Linked DNA regions of Ovis aries: region 1 is linked to region 2. Evidence: chromatin contacts called from public Hi-C data. All regions are on one chromosome and are shown on one strand. The core of a region is the stretch at or near the end of the contact, and the rest is flanking DNA. Distances in the headings are between cores, read along the strand shown. Region 1 holds the start of AIFM1 (apoptosis inducing factor mitochondria associated 1). Region 2 overlaps ELF4 (E74 like ETS transcription factor 4).

Evidence for each region. Hi-C and Micro-C count contacts between places; a contact is called where the count stands out from the background.
Region 1: a contact with region 2 is called in a Hi-C map of omental adipose tissue, with 2.0 times the contacts expected there. The contact joins the promoter of AIFM1 here to the enhancer-like site in region 2. A contact is called at or near these places in 3 of 16 Hi-C or Micro-C datasets (liver, muscle and omental adipose tissue).

Annotation. Positions count from the first base shown.
Region 1 is chrX:114,021,360-114,024,457 of ARS-UI_Ramb_v3.0, forward strand. AIFM1 (apoptosis inducing factor mitochondria associated 1) reads right to left here and starts at 1,781. Exons shown (of 16, transcript XM_004022381.6): 1 at 1,559-1,781. The coding sequence starts at 1,664.
Region 2 is chrX:113,958,557-113,962,024 of ARS-UI_Ramb_v3.0, forward strand. The region is part of intron 1 of ELF4 (E74 like ETS transcription factor 4); the gene reads right to left. Among named protein-coding and RNA genes, the nearest start is that of ELF4, 21 kb to the right of the region's middle. Within about 2 kb of position 1,600, at least 18 of the 54 cell types and tissues checked have an H3K27ac peak or open chromatin away from gene starts, as enhancers often do. A contact at or near this core is called in liver, where this site is marked.

The DNA of each region.
Region 1 (3,098 bases), core at 531-3,030, 63 kb after region 2:
ACCTTTGCAAATCCACACTTAATTGATGAGAACGTTTGTTTAGACTTCAGAATGCTGGCAAAAGTTGTGAGTTTTAGGCAAAGTAAGTACACAAAGTTTGAAAGCCCAGTGTGGATGAAAGTCGTCAGCTTACCTAAATTTCTGTGTAAATTTCTGTCCAACTTACATACAGCATCCTCAATTCAATGCACAAAACCCATACAGATGACATCATAGACAGGATGTTAGTTTTCCAAACCTAATCTAGTTTTTCAAACTTCTGCAAAGGCAGAAGTGTTAAGTTTCAAGAGCAACATGCCTTAGGACAAACCTAAGGTACACCCATCAGGAAACTATTTCTTGAGGGATAGCAACTGGAAAAACTATTCAAATGTACATTTATAAAGCTCTCACAATCTAAGGGAAATATTTTCCACTTTTTAAAAAGCACCCAGCAAGCAGTTCCATGTTGAAAAGGCCTTAAGGCAGTTCTATATTGACACTGCTAATATGAATATCCTTGGGTGACCATTCAAAGATTATTGATGAAAAAAAACCCCAACAAAACCAAGCACCCTGTACTGGTGGATAATTCTTTACCCCCTTGAAGTTGTGCAGGCTGAAAATTGGCAGGTTCAAGACATGTTTAGATAAATTCAAGGATATCTGATGCCCAATGGGCTTAAAGGGAAACCAGATTTATCCTTAACCTTTTGAGATCAAACTTTAGCAAACAGTGTGGAGTTGGGGCGAGAAGATTAGGGACCTAGAGACAGGCAAACTATCCTCTGCTCTACCTATTAATTAGGAATATGACCTTGAGCAAGTAATTTCACCTCTCTGTGCCTCGGTTTATTATCTATAAAATGAGCGGGTTGAATTTTACCATGAAATCCCTTCCAGCTCTAAAATTTGCTAAAACAAGTTCATGGGCGGGGGGCAAATACAATGTGTTCTGCAAACTGTTTCTTTGAAACATTAGGGACCATCAAGAATTACACTGACCAGGCCAACTCAACTCAAATTAATTCTGGGCCAACTCTTTCTGGTGGCTGGCGCACAGCGGACAGACTTCTTACTTGCATTGCACTATTTCTGTTTCCCAAGGGACTCAAATCTGTGAATCTCATCTGGGGTTTGGAAGGTAAGCAGGTTACATGCTCATTTACAGAAAGAATTGAGACGTAGGGCTTGTGTCCTGCTTCAAGTCTCACAATCAATAAATGACAAAGTCTACTTGACCTCATTGCTCCAAGAAGGCGAACTGGGGGTGGCCAGGAGGTGGCACTGGACAATACAAGACAGCCAGCTCTTCTGTTATCCCTGAACAGCAAACCCTCACAGGAAGAGGCCTCAAGCCGACTACCGGGCTCAGATCCTTTGAAGGTCAGGTCGGCACGGCTTGCGAAACTCACAGTTTGGATCCCGCCAATTCGGAATTCACAGGATCGATCGTGAGTGTGTTTAGTTTTTTCCCCCAGGGATGAGGGTAGGGTGGGGGGAGCCCTGAGCGGCATAGGGAGCCTGTGGAACCCAGGCCCTTCTTCAAGGTGGGGGTTGCCCGGGATGGGTCAGTCACCTGGGAGACGGTTCCTCTGCCTCGGGCCTCGGACGCACACTGTCCGCACCAAGGGCGCCAGCTTCTGCTTCAAAGCACCCGCTGCCAGGCCTCCACACCGGAACATTTCGGCAACCGCTACCCTGGACCTCCTCCTCCTCTCCTTTCTTCTTACGCACGTACCAACGGGTCAAACACCCTGGGCCCTGACCCGCTCCCCCAGCTCCCTTCACACGCACTCTACGCAGGCTCCTCCTCCCAGCCCCGGGTGTGCATTGGACAGCTAAGCCGGCCTGCCAGAGCTGGAGAAGGGGACGCGCGACTGGAGGCTTACTGCGCAGGCGTGGCGCTCGGCGCAGCATTGCAATTGGCCCGCACGGGGAGAAGCTGGGCGCAGGCGTCTAGCTGTCCAAACACTTGGCAAGCCCCCAGGCGGAGTTGCTTGCAAGTTTCCAAGGGCTGGGGCCACCGTGTTCCGCTAAGCGAGCTCAGAAAGCTGTCTGAGGAGGGCCGGTGAAGCCGCTTTGCTGGGAGGTGGTGGCCGGTGCTGCCGCTGCGTCGAGGGCGGGAACCTGTAACGGCACCTCACAAAGCGTGGCCCCAGCACAGTTTGTTCTTATGTTTAAGCCACTGATTACTAGGTCCTACGCCTTCCGGATTCTCTGACGGTAGTCCACTTCCAGTTTTTCCGGAGGTCCGGCCGGGGCACCTGGCTATGCAGATTCGGAGGGGACTTCCTTCTTTTACAAGTTGCTGGCGCTTTCCCACCCAGCCCCTGTTTCCTGGAGGAGGAATCATTACGGGCTCTCTTTCCCAAATCTGTCGTCGTGCAGTTCTGTGTCTTAGACGCTGTCCCAGGTGCTGCGGATAGTCTCCTGCTCTTATGGCTTCCGTGCTTGAGAGCAGGATGCTGGCAAAGAGTTCGTGTTTCACAAACTTTCTGTGAGAGAAATCCTAAGCCGGATTTTAAAAATTATGGGAGGAGCAGGATGAGGGACTGAGTGTAAATAGGTGTTTTTGACTCCACCAAATGTAAAAATACAAATGTAAACAATATTTTTAGCAGTATGCAAAACATACGCCTTTTTCAAAGTTTTGAGTTACATATTTTTAATTGGCATATAATTGGAAATATAATTGCTCTATGATATAAATAAATATAATGAATTTAATAATGAAATATTATAAATAAATACAATAAATTAAATTTATTATATAAATATATAACACTGGAATATAATGTGCTGCAAATATTGCTTTACAGTGTTGTTAGTTTCTGCTGTACAACTTAAACCAGCTCTCTCTCTCTATATATATATCTTCCTGACCTCTTGAGCCTCCCTACCTACTCCCTTGAGTTACATGTTCATTTAACAAGTATTTATTGAGCACTTGCCACTTGGACTGTGCCATGAAAGGAGCTCTGGGGGATATGAAAAGTATAGGAAGTGGTCACTGTCTAGTTGAGAGATGAGAGATATTGGTCATTTAAATAATAACATCTGATGTAGTGCCAGAGCAAGAGAAAATAGTACGGGATGGAATAGCTAAGGAAGGACTT
Region 2 (3,468 bases), core at 350-2,849:
GGGCAGGGACGCAGGTGCTCCTCACTGATGAAGCTTAGCATGTGGTAGATGCCCAATGTGTGTTGGTGGAACGATCACATTAATGAATGACACTGGTCAGTCGGTACCAGTGAGGTGGGGTGTGTTCTCTGGCCTGTAAGTATATGCATGTGTATACTGGGTGTGGGGTGGGTGTCCAGTGGTCTAGCTTACAGGAAAGAGAGAAACTTGTGCGCTGTGTGTGTGCTATGTCTGTGTATTTTTGCATGGTAATTTACAACCAGGAGCAGGAGTTGGGGAGGGAGTTCCCTGTGGGTGTGCGAGCACACTGCAGATAATATGTATGTGCCGGGTGTGGGGACAAGTGCGTGAGAGCCTCTGTGTGTCAAAGGGCTTCGGTCCTGGTCGGGCCAGCAGAGCCACAAGCACGGTCATCAGTTCCTCCTCCTCCAGGCCTGCCTCCGTGAGAATGACAAGCTCGAGCTAATACTAGCTGCTGCCGGCTGGTAGAAGCTGGCTGTGGTGAAGTGGGCTGGGGCGGGGCCTAGCGGCCACCACTGCCCAGCCCCCCCCCCCACATGGAAAATTCAAAATCCTCTTGCTTCCCAGGGAGAGCATGCCAGAGCAGAATGTGTATGTGGCCCATGCATCCTAGGGGTGAGCCCCCAGGGTCCACTCTGCTAGGGGGGGTGTGGTAGGAGAGGGAAGGCAGCTCTGCACTAGATTGGATGGAGCCTTTAGCCATCAATGCAAAGAGAGATTTGAAATAAAAGAAAGGCAAATCCAGTTGCCTTCTCTAAGTATCAGCATATCTCAGTATCCAAATTCAGGATTCTTCAAGTCTGAAGCTAAGGTGAACTCTGTGTGTGTGTGTGTGTGTGTGTGTGTGTGTGTGTAGGGCCGGATTGGCTGTCCTACTCTCTTGGTCAAGGCTAAGAAAACTCTCCCTTCACCCCTATGGAACCTTCCAGTCCAGAAGCTTTCACCCTTCCCCCTTCAGATGTTTGAGGATTTGAAAGTGAGAGGTGGGGAGCAGTCATTTGCATGTTCACTCACTCTCCCCCAAGTCCCTCAAAATAACCTCCCTCTCCCAGGAACCTGAAACCAAAGAAGCCACCAGCACAGAAGGCCCGCCCTGCTGGAGGCCAGAGAGGCCCACACAGGGGCTCCCCTCCTCAGAGACGCTCTGGGACACAGATTCAGCTGCCTAGAGGCCTGGACACTGCCTTATCGGTGAGTGGGGGGCTAGGGAGGTCCACAAGGACCCTGGCCTCACCTGGTAACCCATAGTAACCGGTGCTGAGCTCCTCCCACCCCACCCTTCATTGCAAACCTCACAGCTGGCTCCAGTCCAAGTCCACTCCCAGAGTGGCAAGAGATCTGCTCCCTTTGAGGCCACTGCAGTATCCCTGGCTCCCAGGGCCTGTCCTGCTTGGGCTGAAAGCAAAGCCTCTGTGAGAGCATATGGCCCCAGCTACTGAACGTGTGTGAATGTGTGTGTGCAGGCACACCACAGGAGGGAGCAAGCAAGCGAAGGCGCCCACATCCCGGGCTTGCAATGCACACCTCTGGCTCTCTGTGGTTGTGACTGCATTTCAAAACCAACATAGCAAAATAGAAGTGGTTTGGGCTGTTTCTGCGTCATCACAGCTGGGCCCCCTTCAGACCCTCTCTAGGGCTGTCACTGGAACACGTCAAGCGGTGTCCAGCACTCACCCATTGGGGCCTCCTCCACAGGAAACAGCCCCAATGTGAAAGCCACGTCCGCAGTCTCCGTGGAGCAAGTTTAAATCTACAGCCGCTCAGCCGAGCCAATGGCTCTCACAGAATCGCTAATAACACCCGTGGCATTTTCACACACGCCAGCAAACATGGGGGCCAGATGGTCAGCCAGGCCCGCAGAGCAGCGTTCTCACGTTCCTCATCCTCTCACAGCCAGCCCTCACTCCTGAAATACCCCGTCCTCCCTGAAACCTTTCTGGAATTCTCTGGAAAGGAAGTGACAATTTCCTTCATGCCATTTCCCACTCCCTCAACACTCCTCCCCCACAACCACAAACAAAGTGGAATCTACCCCAGGAATAGCTGTACCCTCCACTTAAAAACAGCCCCTCCTCCGGCTAATAGTCATCAAGCAGCATATTTGCACGCGGCACCACGTGATCAGAGACAGAAGGTCAGACCCAGGGGTCCAGTCTGCAGCCATGGACCAAGCAGAAGTAGCCCAAGTGTGGGACTCCCCTACAATCTTGGTCCAACTAGGGCTGGCCTCCAGTCAGCCAGCCGAGCCCCCCTCCTTGAGCAAAATGCCCAGTGAAGGGGTGCTTGCCACAGCGATTTTGTCAGCTTCTTCTACTCTGTTCCTGCCTCCTACCACCCCCTCCATCTGAGATGAAATCAGGAAGAGGGAGGGAAAAAAATAAATGTTTTGCAAGCTCTGTTGATTGGGGTTTCTCTGTGCTCATTTACAAGAAACCCAGTTTCCTTCCTTGGCCCTCGGTCACTGCCTGATTCCTTGTAGGGTTTGTCAGAGCTCTCACGGTGAGGCAGGCCCGGAGCTCTTCTCCCACTGTCCCTGCCCTTTCTCAGCTGCAAGCTTGCCCCTGCCTTCCCAGCCCCACAGCTGGCCCCATGGAGGGGCAGTTAAGGCTCCAGGCTGCAAGCACAGAGACGCATGCTCCTCTTTCTCCAGGAGACCATCAGCCTTCTCCCGGCTGCATCCCAACAAGAGGTGGGCCCACAGGGAAGTCAGCCATCTTTCTGGGCTCTGCTTTCTGTCATCCTTAAAGTGGGTGAGGGCCGAGGGGAATCCAGGCCTAGTAGGGGCTCACCAGGGTGTCTCGGGTGAATGAAGATGGTGGTAGAAAAGTGCTTTGAAAATTAACACACTCATTCAGATGACAAGTTACAGGTGACCTCCCAGAGACCAAAGGGGACTGGGGACCCCATTAAGCTCCCAGAAGTGCCCCCATGGCTCTAGAACATAGACAGGGTGGGCTGCAGGCTGCCAGCTGTCGCCTTGGAGGGGGCTGGCTCCTTTGCTAAGGTTGGGGGCCTTGCAGGAGGGACAGGCGGCTGTGGTTGGAGGGGTGCTCCCAGTCCCCTGTCCTCACCACCTCCACCCGGCCCCAGCCCTCTGGGTTGTGGTTATGTGGCAAGAAGAGCACTACAGAAGCCCCAGTAGGGGAGGAGAGGTGGGGGGAGGGTTATGTCAAAGGGAACCTATTTTCTCAGCTTCCCTGACTCCCAGGGGCCTGACCTGAGAAAGCTGAAAGAGCACCCCCTGGAGGTGCCTGCAGCCACCACACCCTCCTCTCCAGAGCTCCAGGAACCAGGAGGAGGCTGAGAACTTCCGGGAAAGGGAAGAGAAGAACAAGTCAGTGATGAGGAGGACAGGCTGCAGGAAAAAGGCCAAAGCCAAGTCTGAGGCAGCTCCAGAACCCCCAGGGGGCGCACTGCCAGCCACAGCCTAGGTGAAGACCTCAGAGG